Linked DNA regions of Gossypium hirsutum: region 1 is linked to region 2. Evidence: chromatin contacts called from public Hi-C data. All regions are on one chromosome and are shown on one strand. The core of a region is the stretch at or near the end of the contact, and the rest is flanking DNA. Distances in the headings are between cores, read along the strand shown.

Region 1 (4,260 bases), core at 144-2,643, 230 kb before region 2:
AGACATGCTGATTGTGACTGAAAATTTTCTTGTTTTGCTTTAAAAAGGACCCTGAACGTGAATGACCTTGAATAGGTCTGAATGAATAATTTAACTTTGATGAAGTGATTGACTTGAAAATGTGACATTTTTTGTTCCAGCTTAGTTACAAGCTCAAGTAAGAGGTGTTACAACAGTTTTTAACAATGTCAAACTATAATAACCACTGCAATAAAATACTTCCATTAACTCTTTCATATTATCTAAACAATAACGGTAAATAACAATAGAATGTTTCGGGAAGAAAAAAAATAGTATTGGTTTCTCGTATGTTGTGGTATATAAAATTGCACTTATAAAATTCCATTTATGCGAAGTCTGGATAAATTTAAAGAATTGTCCCTACGGTGGCATTTGAAGGTTAATATTATTATTTTTAAGTCTTCAAAGAAATTTATTAATTCTCATATTTGGGACGTTAGGATAGATGGAAATGTATTTTTTGTTTTTTTTTTTTGTTTTATGTATAGAATCACTATTTGGAATGAGATGGCTTGTGGGAGAAATGATGAAGCATGGAAGGCTATAGGAGATGTTAATATTTTCAAGTCCCAAGAGAAATATGGTAGAGGATAGTTTTGGTATAATTTATATTAGTTAGAACGTTTCATTCCAATAGTAAATCAAAAAAAATAAAATTAAGTTCCGTTTTAGTGTAAATTTTAATCCATATCGGTTAATTTCGCTTGTACCAGATAAAATATGGTATATGAGTTGGTATAAAAACATTTAATTTTAAAAAATATTTTAAAATTAATTTTTTATTATTTATTTGTAAAAAAATTAATTTTAAATTTAAATACATTTTTATTACTTATTTTGAATTTTTTGAATTATAAATTGTTATAGAATTATAGGGGATGATTTTATTGTTTAATTTATGGAATAATTTATACTTTATATAATTGATGAGTATCTTTTTTTTGGTATTTTAAAATTTACATAATATTTTATATTTATTTAATCTTATTATTTGACTTTTGTAAATATTTTTATTTATATATATATCAAATGTGTTTAAAAATATTAATAAATCTGAAACGGTGCATTGAAATAAATTGAAATTAATATGTTCTAATATTAATAAAAAATCGGTATATCCACTAATACGATACTAACTACCTTAATAAAAGACCCTTCTGGTTACTTGGTTGATGAATTTAATACATGGGTTAATGAAAATTATTTGTTTGATGTGGATATTATGGAGGTGATTTTACTTGGTGAGATATTCATTCTAAGGATCAAAATATTTGGGAAAAACTTGATAGGGTCCTCATGAATATGGAATGGAGTAGGCTCTTCCCTAATAGCTTTGGGTTTGTGGAATTGGCCATTGAATTGGACCACAAGCGCATTATGGTTTCTTTCTTAAAAAGGCCTAAGAAAAGGGGAAAAGATGTTCTGAAGCCGAGTGCCAATATGATGAAACAAGTTTTGTGAGAACAAATGGGTATCTCTTTCCTAGTTGAAATCCCCAATAAGAACATGTGATACAACATAAGGAGTGATTTTAGATGTAGTTATCCTTAATTTTTTTTATTATACAGAGATTAAATTCATCCCAACCTATTAAATAGTGTTTTTTTAGAAGGGACGGATGTTCATAGAATTTGATCCTAAATGTGAGTACCACCACCTAATATTATAACCACAAGCCACAACAATTAAGTTGTCGGCAGATATGAAATAGATCAAATCATTGTTTATCGCAACATTTAGACAAAAAAGAAATTAGATAAATAGATAGCACATGAATCCGAGTTAGAACAAAAGATCAAATAATCATAAACAGAAATTCTGCTTCTTAACGATGACCAGGGTTTACAAATGAAAAGATTTTAAAAAAATAATTTACAGCTCTTTAGAAGCAATGATTATGAAAAGAAGAAAAGCAAGAAAGAAGTGGAAAATGTATCAAGCAGAAAAGGCCCCATTGAAAGCTGCAACACCAATCTGGGATTTCGGCTCAAAACCCAATTTGAAAACCTCAAGTTTTGGATGCCCAATTTTGGTCTTCAGCTTCAAAGCCAACACTCCTACACAAGAACCCAACTCTTGTTGCTTTTCAACCCCAACTTTGTTTCTTGAAATCCTCACCCTCCTTTCATATTCCTCAGCAACAAGCATAGCAATATCAGCCATCTCTTTTAATCTCTGATCTAATATTTCAAAACTGTAAGGAAAAAGTTATTGATGGGCTGACTTTGATTTTCCTCGGGGAAGAATTTATAAAAAGGAATGGATAAGGCTGACAGGTGGGGGCTGAGTTTTGATGTTTAAATATTTATATTTTAATATGGAACTCGAGGCTCCTTTGGTATTGGTGGTTTTGGGATTGGGTTTGATACGTATATTTTCTTAGGGAAGAAAAAAATTACTGAATTTATAGTACTGAATTTATATTTTATTGAAAACAAAAACCTGGATAACTGTGAAAATGGGTTTTAAAGCAATGGCCAACTTGCTTCTATGCCATTTTCAGGGGTTTATTTGGTTTTTCAGTTCCCCACCTAATGGCAGGTACAACGAATTTTTAACCATTGTGAAACATGCAGGCAGGGATTTTTTTTTTCCTGTTTTTTTGTTCTTTTAAAAAAAAAGAGGCGGGTTTCTTTCTTCTTTATAAAGGTTAAAATGTTCTATTAATTCCTATATTTTAAAAAAAATTGAGATTTAATTTATGTATTAAAAAAGTTAAAAATTAAGTCTTACTTTTTTATTTAAAAATCTCAATTCAGTCATTAAAATTGTAAATTTTTTTATTAAATTTTGTCAACTTAAAATTTTGATTATATTGTCCTCATATAACATGGTATATGACTGACAAAAAATAAATATGATAAATTGACAAATTTTAACAAACTACCAACAATAATAATAATTAGATTAGAATTTTTACATTAAAAAAACATCATTTTAATTTTAAAATTATAGAGATTTAATCTCAAAATCTATAAATTAACAGGAATTAACAACCCATTTTTAACCCTTTATAAAATATGTACATAAACAAATCTAACCGTGGAGCTATTTACCTAATTTAATAAGCTCAATCTAAGTATGGATCCAACTTACATAAAATATTTTTAGTTTGAGTAGTAAAATCAAATTTTACTTAAATGATCAAAATGTAATTGCATTGAGTATGGTAAAAATATTGTATTTTTTAAAATATATATAATTTTGAATCTAAAGACGATTTTATTGAGAAAACAATCACAAAATCCTAACTTAAATAGTAAAATAAATTATAAAAATTATAAAAAATATTTCTAAATAGTTAAATGAATTATTTAGATTGAAATTATTTTGAACAACGACTCGGTTCATGAAAAACAAATACTAAAATTAAAAATGTAATATGAATTAATCAAATTAACTGTTTTAATATATAATTTACAAACTTTCACGTGTATACTAATGAAAATATTCCGTGTAACACATTAACAAAGAAAATTCAAGTCTTAAATTTTCTAAAATTATTTAACCAAAAACATTAAAAAGGAATTCTATCGTTTCGAAATTCAATTCTTCTCATTAAAGCATTCAACTTTTTGAAAGTTTTAGATCATCGGATATCACCATTGCAATGCAGTTAAATCTAACAGTCCCCTTCTCTCAACATCTATCTAAAGAGCATTTTCTTGATTTCTTTAGGGATCTTTCCCAGTTTGTTACGCCTCATCTTCTTTCTTGAGTTTATCCTTGGTGTTTGGCTTTCCCCTTCGATGTGGGCACGGGTTGCTATTTGATTTGGTTCTACGGTTCTTCCTCTTTTGGGTTCTTTATTTACGTGGGTGTGTTTTGGTCTTCAAGTTAAAGCTTTTCTTTTATTTATGTTAAGTTCAAATTTGGTATTTGCAAATAGAAAACAAACTATACTAGAAGTAGTGTTTTGAGTGGTGCCAACTGCTTTAGGCACTAGTGAAAAATAAGAGAAAAATAATAATGAAAAAATAATAATGAATATACAATATGTTTATACAGTTCAATTTCTCTATATCTGTGGGACATTGTCTAAAGCGAATATTCATTATCTTAGCACCTCATATAACAAGTGATCTCAAGCTTTAAGTCTCACTAGATTAGATTCCTCACTTTTGTACCTAAAATCTAAACAATTCACCTCTAAGCTTTCTCCTTGAAAGCGTAGGACTTAAACTAAGTCACACACTTGATTATCCTCTGAATGCACTTAGAATAAATGTTCATCAATGA
Region 2 (3,908 bases), core at 267-2,766:
GCGTGCACGGCCTGACCACACGAGTGTGTGTCCCCTACACCTAGGAAAATTTTTGAAATTTTGCGAAAAATTCTCTGAGTTCCCAGTTTAGTCCTGACCTATTGTAAATGCATACTTTGAGCCTCGAGGGCCCATTTAAGGAACAATATGATTGATTTCGGATATGAATAGTAATAAAATGAATTAATTGTATTTGATCTGTAAACTTCGGTAATGCTTCGTAACCCTGTTCCGGTGACGGATATGGATTAAGCGTGTTACAACCCTTGATACAAATAGCACAGTCAAGATCTTTCAAGAGAACCATAAAACTAACATAAATCTAAAAACAAGAACCTGCCAGCGGCGGCAGACAGAAACATGTTAAAAAGCAGACTTATTGTATGTTATTTTTAAACATACATTTGTTTCTAGATTTGTTTCTATATTCACATACAAAGTTTGATGTTAAAATACCCTAAACTAGAGGTGCTCATTGGCCGGGCAGCCCGGCCCGAAATATGGGAGGGTTTGGGTAAAAATATAGGCCCGAAATATGGGCTTGTGCAAAAAAACTAGGCCCATTTAGAAAACGGGCCGAGCCTCGAGAACCACTTTTTTGGCCCGGGCTCGGCCCGGCCCGATATAATAAATATATTTATTTTTAAAATTTTTTTAATTTTAAAATATTTTTAAAATACTTTTTTTAAAATTTTAAATATTTTTAAAATACTTTTTAATTTTTTTTAAATTTTAAAATACTTTTTTTAATTTTTGAAATAAATTTTTGGTATTTATTAAAAAAATGAGCCCGGCCGGGCTGGGCCTGGGCTTATAATTTTTTTCTCGGGCCGGACCTAGGCAAAATTTTAGGCTCATATTTTAGGCCGGGCCCGGGCCAAAATTTTTTATGGGCCCAACCCGAACCTGACTCGGCCCATGAGCACCTCTACCCTAAACTTGAGTCTAAAGTAAGTATATCGAAGCTTCCTGCACATCCATCTTATATATTTTAGTAATGGGCAAACATGTTCATTATTCTTCCAAGAAGATTCAAATTCTTTTTTTATTTTAAATTTCCAATACTACCCTTAGAGAATCTCAGTATATCAAATATTAATAAGCTCACATATTCTTTTTGTTACCCGTCCCTACCCCCGAATTTCTCAATGGAATAGCCGTTACCATCCCACCACCAAAAGCATAAAATCGAAACAAAAAACTTTAAAATACCTTTCCACGCTCCTTGTGAGGCGGTTACACGCACGCGTCAACTCCTTCGCCTGAATTTCCCGCCCACGCTCTCACCAAGCGCTTAAACCTAACTTCCCACTAAAGACAAAAACAAATTCCGCCGGGAAAAATGACGTGAGTTATCAAGACAAGGAAGGGAAGAAGGATGTGCGTAGGTTAAAAGGGAGGGGTGCGTAGGATAAGAAGCCACCTGGTGCGCACATTAGCGATAGTGGAAAGATGGGCAATTCTTTTTAATAATTAATAAATTTGTTTTTTTTAATATAATGTAAAAATTGTTAATGGTGTTGCTGTCGACTCAGTGTAGTGTGTAAGATCACGATAACACACAGACAAATGCAAAATGATAATTAGAAAAAGAAATTTATACGAAAGAATACAAATTATTATTAGTAGAAAAAAAGAATATTTTAAAAAGAAAATATAAAAGATTGGTGGAACAGTTTGAATGGGGTGTATTAAGGTGTGGTGCTCTCAGTAGGATTGATGTTGGGAGTGATGAGACTGAGGGCGATTTAGATACAAGAAGGAGCCATTGCTTGTTGAATTTCAACTTTTTTTTTTGTGCTGCTTTTGGACCTATAAATTTAGCGGGAAACTCTTTCTAACGACCCTTCAAACGAGAAGGTTGGTTTTCCCTTTTTCTTCTTCTTCTCTCTTTTTTGAAAAATTTTGGTGGGTGTTTGGTTTCCGGGAGAGTTGGGGGAGAAAAATAACACAAAAATATAACATTCAAAAACTGGTTAAGTTGTTTAAACAAAGGGTGTTTTCAAGTATTGTGTTTTTCCTTTGAATTAAACTTTTTTTCGGTTTAATTGGAGTTTTCTCTGTTATTTTTGTTTTTATGTAAGATGTAAATTAAGAGAAGTATTGAAATTTTTTGGGGTTAAGGAATGGGTTTTTATTCATTTACTTTTTTGGCTAATTTCTTTGGTTCTGGGTTTAGCATTTAATTGTTAGCCATGCATCTTTTATTTCTCTTTTCTCTATCTTGGATGATTTTTTTTTGGTGGAACTTTTGTTCAGAGGTGAAAAAATAGATGGGATAAATATTGATTATTAATCATGTTTCCTTTCAGATTTGATTTTCGAGTTTGCTGCTTTTTTTTTTTTCCATCTGTTGCTATTGAATGGCTCAAATAGAAGCTCTCAATTCTTCCTTATCCATATTCATATGCTTATGCATAATTTTATTTAAATGTTTTGGGTTTTCTTTGAATTCTTCTTTGTTTTATTCAACCTGTTGCGATTTTGCTTGGATCTACAATTATTTCACTGCTATGCAATCTACTTTTGAAGCAGAAGAAACTATTTTTTCTGCAAGTTTTGTTATTTGTTTTGTGCATATTAAGAAAGGTCCTATGGAAGAAAATCTTGCTAGTTTTGATGGTAATGAAGAATTTTAGGACTAGGAACAGGAGTAGCAATAGGTCCACCATGAACATAAGAGACAAGTGAACAGTGAGCTCCAATAATGAAAACAGTTGACAGCTTAAGACTGAGCTGGGTAGAGGAGAATCATAATTGGTTTTCAGTCTTTTCTCACACTTGGATACAAATAATCTGTGTTTTCTGAGAAGAAAGCACTAAATTTAAGTTGATTTTGCGTAATTGATTGCTCTTTAGTGGAATCATAAACAGGCCGGGGAAGCACAAAAAGATGTCATTGTCCATCCTTTACCAACTATTCTCTATTATCTATGACCTTGCACAGCAATCAGTGCTGTTGCCGATCCTACTATGCAGCATAGATTTATCTTCCTTAACTGTTAGGCTTCTATATGTCCAAATAAAAGGGTCTAATTGCCGATGCACAGTATTAAGTATCTTCAAAGGTTATTATGACTGAATTAGACTGGGGAGGGAGTGGGAACTTTAACTTGATGATAGAACATGTAATGCAAAGGGGGAAACGGAAAGAAAGATTATAGGAGCTTGCAGCAGTGTCCTGATTGTTGAAGCTGTGATACTTGCATAGGAGCTTTTAAATGATTCTTTTGAATTGAAGTTGAAGCTGAAAATCAAAGTTTAGATTGGGGCGATATTTTTCTTTCTATTTGTTGGTAGCATTTACTTCTTTTTCATTCATTCTTACAGTTAGGAACCACATTTTAGTTGTTTACACTTGCGTTCATGCCATGTTTGTTTGAGTGCCATGATGGGAGTAAGGGATTTACTGTTATTTTCTTTATACGATGTTGAATTCTTTAAATAAACTTCAATGGTGCCATTGAAGAGGTCACTAAGACTGGTTACACTCTCGTTGATGGTTCCATTATGGGGACCATTTTTAACAAGATTTGCTTACAATTTTAATCTTGAAAATCTTCCATTTCTCTTCCAATTTTTTGTGCATGGATGAGTTCTATATTTTAGTCGAAGCTTTTTATTTCCCTAATTCTAGTAGGACTAATGCAATAGTTACTTTTGATTTAAATCACGAATTTTTTTTTTCCTTCTAATTTTTCTTTCATGAAATTCTTTTATTTGCTTTCTCAAAGAGATAATTGATTCTAGTGAGCTTGTTGTCAGTATGATATTTAGGAAATAAAATATGTTTTTGAACATGCTTTTTCTTCTTTAGTTAAACCTCTTGATTTATCAAAGGGTGATTCTCAATTGAAAATGCCATTTATCTGATTGGGGTTGTCCTAAAATATGCAGCATCTTTGTGA

Evidence for each region. A called contact is a pair of places that touch in the nucleus more often than the background predicts.
Region 1: a Hi-C map of callus shows a contact between it and region 2, with 2.0 times the contacts expected there. The contact joins the enhancer-like site here to the promoter of LOC107945517 in region 2. A contact is called at or near these places in 3 of 34 Hi-C or Micro-C datasets (callus, leaf and petal).

What each region holds. Positions count from the first base shown.
Region 1 is chrD12:35,063,049-35,067,308 of Gossypium_hirsutum_v2.1, reverse strand. No RefSeq gene overlaps it. Among protein-coding and RNA genes, the nearest start is that of LOC121224738, 11 kb to the left of the region's middle. Within about 2 kb of position 1,393, at least 7 of the 9 cell types and tissues checked have an H3K27ac peak or open chromatin away from gene starts, as enhancers often do. A contact at or near this core is called in leaf, where this site is marked.
Region 2 is chrD12:34,834,954-34,838,861 of Gossypium_hirsutum_v2.1, reverse strand. LOC107945517 (transcription factor TGA1) reads left to right here and starts at 1,516. Exons shown (of 9, transcript XM_016879567.2): 1 at 1,516-1,860.